Linked DNA regions of Mus musculus: region 1 is linked to region 2. A link is a contact called in public Hi-C data. All regions are on one chromosome and are shown on one strand. The core of a region is the stretch at or near the end of the contact, and the rest is flanking DNA. Distances in the headings are between cores, read along the strand shown. Region 1 has its middle 15 kb from the start of Ptp4a3. Region 2 has its middle 22 kb from the start of Mir30d.

Evidence for each region. A called contact is a pair of places that touch in the nucleus more often than the background predicts.
Region 1: a Hi-C map of CD4 T cells shows a contact between it and region 2, with 7 times the contacts expected there. The contact joins two enhancer-like sites. A contact is called at or near these places in 3 of 484 Hi-C or Micro-C datasets (CD4 T cells and CD8 T cells).

The regions. Positions count from the first base shown.
Region 1 is chr15:73,730,562-73,734,826 of GRCm38.p6, forward strand. It overlaps a transcript of Ptp4a3 not described here. Among named protein-coding and RNA genes, the nearest start is that of Ptp4a3, 15 kb to the right of the region's middle. Within about 2 kb of position 2,645, at least 29 of the 459 cell types and tissues checked have an H3K27ac peak or open chromatin away from gene starts, as enhancers often do.
Region 2 is chr15:68,361,298-68,365,594 of GRCm38.p6, forward strand. No RefSeq gene overlaps it. Among named protein-coding and RNA genes, the nearest start is that of Mir30d, 22 kb to the left of the region's middle. Within about 2 kb of position 2,179, at least 408 of the 459 cell types and tissues checked have an H3K27ac peak or open chromatin away from gene starts, as enhancers often do.

The DNA.
Region 1 (4,265 bases), core at 1,395-3,894, 5.4 Mb after region 2:
CAGGGTCAGCTTTCCTCTGGCTGGTTGCCCAGAGGCCCAGCAAATGCTGGGAATTGCGTTGCCGAGCTTAGAGGTGCCCAGAACTCCCAGTGGTCCCTCCGTGGTGATCTCCCTGCCTCTTCTCTTCCCTTGGCCTTAGGGAACATAGCCCTGGATATACCATACAAAGCTGGATGGCTGATAAGTACAGCCTGGATGGCTGATTCCTGGCTATCTGAGCTGAGCTGCTGCACCTGAACTGGGTGTTAGCGGGCACCCCCCCACCCCCCGAACGCTGATTTCACTCTCAGGCCTGTGGCCTGTGGGGGTGCTGCCTGCTGGTGCCTTGATTTCCCTTTCCGTCAGGGCTCTTGGGGCTGGTGTGGACCAGTAGTGGCTTCAGAGCTCACAACAGATGATCGCAGCAGTTAAACACTGTTCACGGCTCAGCTTGTAGATTTGGCCACGTTTGTTGTAAATGGCCCAGGGAAGAGCTTCCTTGTATGCTGGCCTTCCCCTTTATGCTCAGCGCTACAGGAACAGGATGCCAACATCACACTTGGACTTTCCCATGGCCTTGACTGTGGGCCTCTGGTTCCTGGGTCTTGAAGGGTTGTTTATTGCCTGCCTCCCTACCCCCACTTACAATGGAAGTTCTGGACAGCTAGGGACGTGCGTTTGGGCATTGTGTGAATCTCTTAGTCCCATCTGCTGGCCCTGATCCCACGTTACCCCATTGCCACTGTCCTGGCTGCTGTATGGGGGATGAGGACACAGGCTATTGGCTTTGTTCTGCCTCCCAGGTTCCCTGGAAGCAGTCCTGGTCTGTAGTAGCTTCATGGGAGTAGAAAAGTGGAAAAGGCATGGTCCTATACTGGAGAAACTCTCTCTCTCTCTCTCTCTCTCTCTCTCTCTCTCTCTCTCTCTCACACACACACATACACAGCAGGATGACAGAGGACAGTAATCATCTTCTTGGAGCATGTAGCTCTGCATCCTAGAGGTTGTGCTGCAGGAAGGTGATTTTCTTCTTACCGGGTAGTCAGGTGGGCTTCTAGGAGGTGGTGGCAAATGGTATGGAGAGAGGGGCTAGTGGGGTGCAGCCCACGTCACCTGGGCAGGGCTTTGCTGAGCCCTTTGGGGTTGGTGGTTAGGCACTGGTCCAGGGTACCTCTTTAATTCTCAAGGTAACCTGGGGGTGGCTGCTCTTTAACCCCGCCCTCCACCCCTCGCCAGTTCTCAGGCAGGAAGCTGCTGTCTGGGGCTGGCCTCCTGCAGGTGGAAGTGTCAAGTGGAAGGCAGGCTGATGTTATGCCTCTGCAGAGTGGCCTGAGCCAGCTCTCTTGGTCCTTTTGTTTGTGGTGAGCCAGAGAAGGCACCCCCAGGTGTGTGTGGGAGGAACCCAGAACAGCTGTGGCACCCAGTTCCCTCAGTGACAGAGAGGCGATGATTAGCTCATAGGACTGCACCACGCTGACGGCTGACATTTGTCTGCTGCCGTTTGACTGCGAGGACCTCAGTTTCCTCCCCTGTCAGAAGGTGTGAAGTCTCTGTTTAGGGACTTCGGGAGTCCTCAGCTACTGCGAGGCAGGCCCTCCTGCTCCCCCCTACCCCTTTGTCTCCTCCTACTAGCTGTAGTTCCCACGACTGGCCAGTGCAGGAAGCCATCTGGAGGGCTTATTTACCCTCGCTTAGCCTCCCTGGCAGGAAGTCACCGGAAGGGCCGTCCCCAGGGGCCCCTTCAGGCCTGTGAGGACAGCCAGCGGCTTGGGGGTCTGTGCTGTGGAGTCCCCCAGTGGAGCAAGGGGGCAGGGAGCTGGGAGAACAGAGCCAGGCAGGGCTGGGAGCCGGGTGTGTGGCTGGAGTGGGGTTGAGACATTTCATCTAGGAGCCATCTGACCGTCTGTCCACCCCTCCCCCGCCCAGAGGAGGCCCAATAGTGCTGATCACAGGACTCAGGCAAAGCCACTTGGGGCTCCATCCCAGGGTGGTCTGTGTGATGTGTGTGGGATCCTGGGAACAGGAGGGGACACACGTTGCACGGACCACCAGGTGGAGGCTGCATGGGGGAGGAGTGATCTCAGGGCAGGAAGCGGAAGAGGTGCAGGAAGCAGATGTGGCCTTGGGAAGGGAGGGGCCCCTGGGAGTGGGGGCAGAGGAGAGAGAAGTAGAGAGATCACAGAGCACAAATAGTACCAGTGGTCTGGGCCCTTCGGACCCCTCTATTCCCCTTCCACAGGCCTCTGGTCCGTTTGTTCCTCAGAAGTCCTCTCGGACCTCCATATCAGCTCATTAGACTGGCTGTTTAGGCCTAGGAACCTGGGCTTCTGCCTTACAGGCCAAGCGTATCCAACTGCCCCAGGCATTTGTCCATTGGCTGGTCTAAGTGTGATTGACAGGGCCTGGGGACTGTTCCCACGGACACTGCCAGCTGGGCCTGCCCTGCCCCAGGAGGGACCTCGAACCCTGTGGGACCTGTGGCCTGGGTTCTTGGCAGCCTTGTGTCTGTCCTGGCTTTTCGTCTGCCTTGGGGAGTTGGGTGGGCCCTGGGGGTCACACAGCCCTGTCTCAGCCAGCTATGGGTAGGTCAAGGTATAGCCTCCTCATTCTCAGTGTCTCCCCTCCCCCCTGTTTCTGGAGACTTCCGGTTTCTGGAGACTGTAGCTTACGATACGACCCTGAGTGCAAACCCCTAGATGTGCTGGGGTTTCCCAGACAAGCATCCTTCCAAGCCTCTGTCCTGTGCTGGAGGAAGTGAACATGAGAACCCAGTCTGGGTCGGAACAGAGGCTGTCCCTTGGCACAGTGGTGGCCATTGATTGTCCCAGGAGGACCACTGGTAGGTCCAGAGCATTTGCTGTGTACACCGAGGACATGCCGTCCTGCGATCCAGCTTCACACAGCCCTGGGCTGAGACTCCCCCCACCTCAGAGGCTGTGCCAGGGTCAGGAGATGATTGGCTGTCTCTGTGAGGCCAGACCTTCAGAGTGGGGTCAGCCTTGGCTCAGCCCAATAATCTTGCCTTCCCACGAGATACCGAGTGAATCTGAGATAGTGCAGAAGTCCCAGTGGAATGGGCTAAAGTATTTAAACCACAGCCAACCCCAAGTGTAGCCAAGGAGCATCAAGCACAGTGGGCCAGGTGTCTACCTTGTAGCTGAGAGTGCAGAGCCCAGGGTAAGGCTGACTGCACCGTGTCCCGGCCTGGCTAGGGCAGGGACACCTTAGCTGTGATGCTTTCCTAGGCCCAGTACACCCCGCTGATACCAGGGGATCTTCCCTCTGCTCTTCCCTTGGCCTGCCAAGACGAGGGCATTTGGATGGACAGAGTCAGGCTAATTTGGGATCCTAGGCCTGTGTTCACAGCTGGGAGGCAACACCCAGAGAATCCACAGGATACGGCACATAAGCCCGCTGAGCACGGGAGCAGAAGGATGGGTCCTGGTCCTCAAAGATTCCAGAGATGATATAGAGACCATCAGGCCATGCAGGCTAGGGTGATCTGGAGAGTGTGTGCGTGGTTTCTGGCCAACAGCTCAGCAGGTCTGTGACCAGAGAGTCCCCTAGAGAGTCCAGAGACATCATTCAGGAAGTCTTTGCCAGGGTGAGGCTACATCCTTAAGGATCCTGGAGGGCCTCCAGAGGGAGGCAGCCAGGATAAACACGAACAAGAAGCCCACCTGCCCTTTACCGTGTAGGAGCATGCTGTGTTCAGAAGTACTGGTTAGTGTTCATCCCCCACCAACCCCCACTGACCACTGGCTAGACTAGAGAGTCACCGAGCAATACGAGGAAAACCAGGAACCCTCTTCTCTAAGCTTTAGGAGCTAGCAAGAGCCATAGGCTGCCCCAGCTGGTGCATAAAGCCCATGTGGGGAAGAACAGGTCTACAGCAGTTAGGGAAGGTTGAGTTGAGTGCCTGAGAGACCTGTATGGTCTCTGCTGCTGCCCAAGTCTGGGATTGCAGGCTTGTGTTGGTACCCTCGGCCCCCCAGCTGCATGCAGACCCTGGATAGCTCGCTCCTGGCCACTCGGTTTCCTTGGTTTATGTTCCCAGACAGAAGTAATCCTGGTTCTTTCTTGGCATGTGCTATCTTCCTTGAGGTGGGCTGCGGGGGTGGGGGGGATCCCCTGAGAACCTTCCTTCTCTTGGGGGAGGGGCATCCCAAGTGGTGACTTTTGATCATCTCTATCTTTGGTCCAGGCTCTGAGGTTGGGAGGCTTGGTGGGAAGGGACAAGCCTGCCAGCTGTCCTTCATTTCACTGGCCACGTGGTCCTGGCCAGG
Region 2 (4,297 bases), core at 929-3,428:
CTGTTTGGAGGTTGTGACAACTAATCACCCAACTACAGGATAGTATGCAGATCCTTGTCTGTAAGGGCCAGTGGAAGCAAGATTAGGAGGAGGTACAACACTGACTGCTGAGGAACAAGTAACAAGATGGCCTACTAACCTTCCCTTCCTTCTCCGAGAACCTCCAGGGCTGGGCTTCATGCCACACCACAGGGACTCAATTTCAGAGTGAGGGTTCTCCACTGAGAGAACTTTTTGAAAGTGACAATCATATATTCAGAATTAAAAGGAAAAGCACTCATATATCAGAAATGCTCAGGGTGAGAATCAAAACTTGAATTTACTAAGCCTTCTAACTTACATCAAATTTACAGAAGGGTGTCCTTCTGGCTGTTCCTTCACTATAACCCACTACACCTTTCACAAACCGGGGAGTCTTCTAAAGTTTAATATACACCTGGCACCTGTTTAGACTGGTTTTTACTGGGGGGGGGGGGGTGAGGCATCTCTTATCAATCTGAACACACTACACTGGAAATTTCCAAACTCCCAAATAAAGGCACACCAGGTCCGAGTGCGTGCCTGGTATTCTCAAAGTCATCTCCTGGAGAGCCGTTCATGTAGGAAAATCACTTTAATGTCTGAGAAGGAGGCAGGATCCATGCGCGCATTATGATCCTGCTAAAACTAAAAAGAAAGAAAAAACAAAACAAAACAAAACATGTATCCATGAAGAAAGGAAGGTCCGGATTAGCGACTGACAGTCCGAAAAGACCTGGGTTGGAAGAGTCCCGAGTTCCTCTGAGGGAAGCTGTGCACTGATGGGTGGCACTGGGTCAACGTGATTACTTAACCTTGCCAGCCAAAACTAAACTCTGCTCGGACCAGCCCCAAAGCTGGGGGTGCCGGAGCCTATCAAGTACTCCGGTGTCTTCTCGTTTCTTCCCGTGAAACGTGGAGCCTGACACCTGAAACTTCACCCAGACGCTACCGCATTTCGGAGCGTTTGCATTTATTTTTTAAAGTGCAACCGGCAAGAATCAGTTGTCGGCCGGCGTGCGAGAGGGAGAGATTAACCTATTTCCTGCACACACAGGAAAAGAACTCATGACAATTCAAGCAGTTCCCTCTCTTCCAAGTAACTTTTTGGTAACCATTCGTCCTGAAATAACCACAAGCAACAAACACTGGGCACTGGCATGGCAACGACCAGCGGGCGTGCCAGGTCCCCCAAAGGCGGGGTCCGTGGGTCTGCGACCCGGTCCGGCCCCGAGCTGCGGCCCCTCAGCCCTCAGCCCCCCAGCGCCGGTCCTGGCTCCGCGCGACTTTGGCGGGGAAATGCACTTCGCCGGCCCGGACGGGAGGGCAGCTCGCCGCGGGCCGGAGTTTCCGAAGTGTCCCGAGCCCTTCCCGTGGCCTCGGCGACTCCCGGCTGCGGCCGCCCGGGGGCCCACCTGCCCCAGGGCCGCGGGGCCGAGCCGCTGCCGAGCCCGAGGGGCGGCGCCGCCCCCCGCCGGCCGAGCGCCTGTCAGCCGCGCCTCCCAGGCCGCGCCTCGCCCCGCACCGCACGCGCCCAGCGCCCGTCGCACTCACCTGGCCGCTCTCGCCGACCGACCGCGCGAGGCCGGAGACGCGCGACGAGAGGCCGCCGCCCGTCGCCCGCCCGCCCGCCCGCCCGGCTGAGTCCACCTCCCGCCCGCCCGCCCGCGCGCGCCTCGCGCCCGTCGCGCGCCCGTCGCGGCCGGGGAGGGGGTCGCGAGCACGCGCGGGCGAGGGGCGCGGGCGGCGGCCGCTGGGAAGCCGGCCCGGCCGCGTCCGTCATGGCGCACGGCGCGGCGGCCGCTCGCTGCGTTCTCTCCGTTCGTTCGCCTTTAGTTTGACCTTTCCCTCCAGTGTGTCTGAGGAGAGCGGCCGTGCGCGCGCGCGTGTGCATGGCTCTGGGTGTGCGCGCGCGCGCGCGTGTGTGTGAGTGGGAAGGGGCCGGGTTCGTTCCCCGACGCCTGACGTCACTGCCATGGCAACGGCAGCCTCCACCCCTCTCTTCCCGCTTCCTGTACCCGCCCCCCTCGGCACGTTAAGAGGCGGGGCTCACGTGCTCACTGAGCGCGCGTGCGCACGCACCCGCAGCGCGGGGGGCGCTGGGCGGTAACGAGGCGTCCAGGAAACTCCTCCTTCTCCTTGCGGTCCCCCGGAATTGGGCCAATATGGAGAGGAGGTGCTAGGGGCGGGCGCCCTTGGTTGCTAGGTTGCGTGAAAAATATCCTGAGGTAGTGCGAAAACTCTCCCTCCATCACTGAGCATGTCTGGGGAAAGGGGGCGTGTGAGCCCGAGTTGGGCGAGGTGAAGGAGGACGTTCAGAGAGTAGCAGAAAGAGGCTGGACATTGGGGACAGGTCAGAGCGTGTCGAACTGGGACCGCGTGGCTGCTTAGAACGGTTTACTTCTTCCCACCTCCTTGTGTGATCATGGGCATGCACGTTAAACACTCTGAACTGAATGTCCCAGCCAAAAAAAAAGAAAAAAGGGGTGGGGGGGATACTAAGAAAATCTGTCACAAGATGATCGTTAGTACTAAAAGAGAGAACTTGCGTAATGACTTCCCTGGTGCGTGGTAAACACTAAACATCTAGCTGCTATTGTGGAGTACATGGCCTAAGAATTTTGCAAGTGGGTACAAGGGACTCGTGGTTTTCTGAGACAGAGTCTCACTATGGAGCCCTCTTTGTCCTGGAACTCAATAATGTAGACCACCAGGCTAGCCTAGAACTCAAGAGCAGTGTGTGTTAGGATAAAAAAGCATCGGCCACCTTCCCTGGAGTGACATTAAATGATCACAGTGGATTACTGTCATAGCCTTTAAAGTTCAAGGGTCCTGTGGCTTATGAAGCCACCTTTTAGGAAGAGGAGAATAAAAATTTGCAGGGAACACTCTTTCCCGTTAAAGATCTTCCCCTGTGACTATGGAATCACTTCTCAATCTCATGCTGTCTCGTTCCCGCAGAGGTTTAGAATGCTCAACTTAAAGGGCTGGACCCTTAAGTTATTTGAGGAGAACGGTTCTGTACCACCCACAAAAAAATCAACAAAATTGCCCTTTCCTCTGATTCCTCAACCGGTGTTAATTTACTGCACGTTTTCTTTAAAGGTGCTCTTCAAATGTGTAGGTATATGAAGAAAAGGTAATTTAGCTAACCGGCATTTTCCAGTGGTCAAGTGGGAAAGAAGTTTGTTGTCCAACCTGCAGGCATGCAATGACCAGATCTGGGGAAGGCAGGCTCCTTAGATTTCAGACTAGCTGGTTACCTCCTCAGTCCTCAAACCTCTGATTGAAACTCTTTTTAAGTTACCCCTTAATTACAGTCTGCCTCCCAGAGTCTCTTGGCTATTGCAGGACTATTTCTACTGTTGCTGTTTCTGCTTTTGAACCTCAAATCTAAGCCTGGCCTTGATAGAGAATGTGACCCAAGCTCCGCAGATACACTCTTGAGTTCTCTACTTTCTTCCAAAACTAGTAGTATTTATGTGGCCCTTCTAAATTCCCAAAAGGTTGCTGGAATTACTCAGTTGGAATGTATCAGTCTCTTTTCCAGAGCTGCTGGCATACCTCTCTTTGGACACAGTTCTTCACAGGCTTCATGTTCTGCCATCTGCAAAAGTCCACACTGAACATCCATGTTTGGTCCAGTGTATCACATAATACCTATTTCTTTAAACTTAGGTCATCGGCCTTCTTCCTTGGCCTGAAAAGCCATACAGGAAGGAAGCATGTCCATTTCAATTTGGCTATACCCTACCTCTTTTTCATATCACACACAGGACGACTTAAGCAGCCACCTAGCAAACTGCTGGCTAGGCTCCCTGCCTATAAGGTTCTTAGAAGCAGAGTTGACCAACTCTGGCATATGAGAACTTAAGATATCTTACACGCGTTGGACTACTCTCAAAAGTAGCTGAAACTTCAAGGTTACTCCTGTGCAGTAGAATTAAGTGCTGACAGTAACAAGTTGCTAGGCAGAACAAGAAATGAGGAGACCAATGAAAATTGTCTACTTTTGTGAACCTAGGATTTTTCAGATGTTGTTAAGGGTGAGGCAGACAGTAGACGAAATGCCCAGGGTCTGTCAGGGGTGTTGCTCCTGGAAAGAGAGCACTTATGTTCAAGAGGAAATGCCCATATCAATCAGGATTTATTTATGCTGGACTGGTAGCACCTGTCCCTGCATCTGATTTGGCACCGTTATCTGAAGCCCGATGGCATTCTTGTGTGTACTTGTATCTACTCTTGTGTTTCTTTGACATGCTATTTAATTCTGTAAATA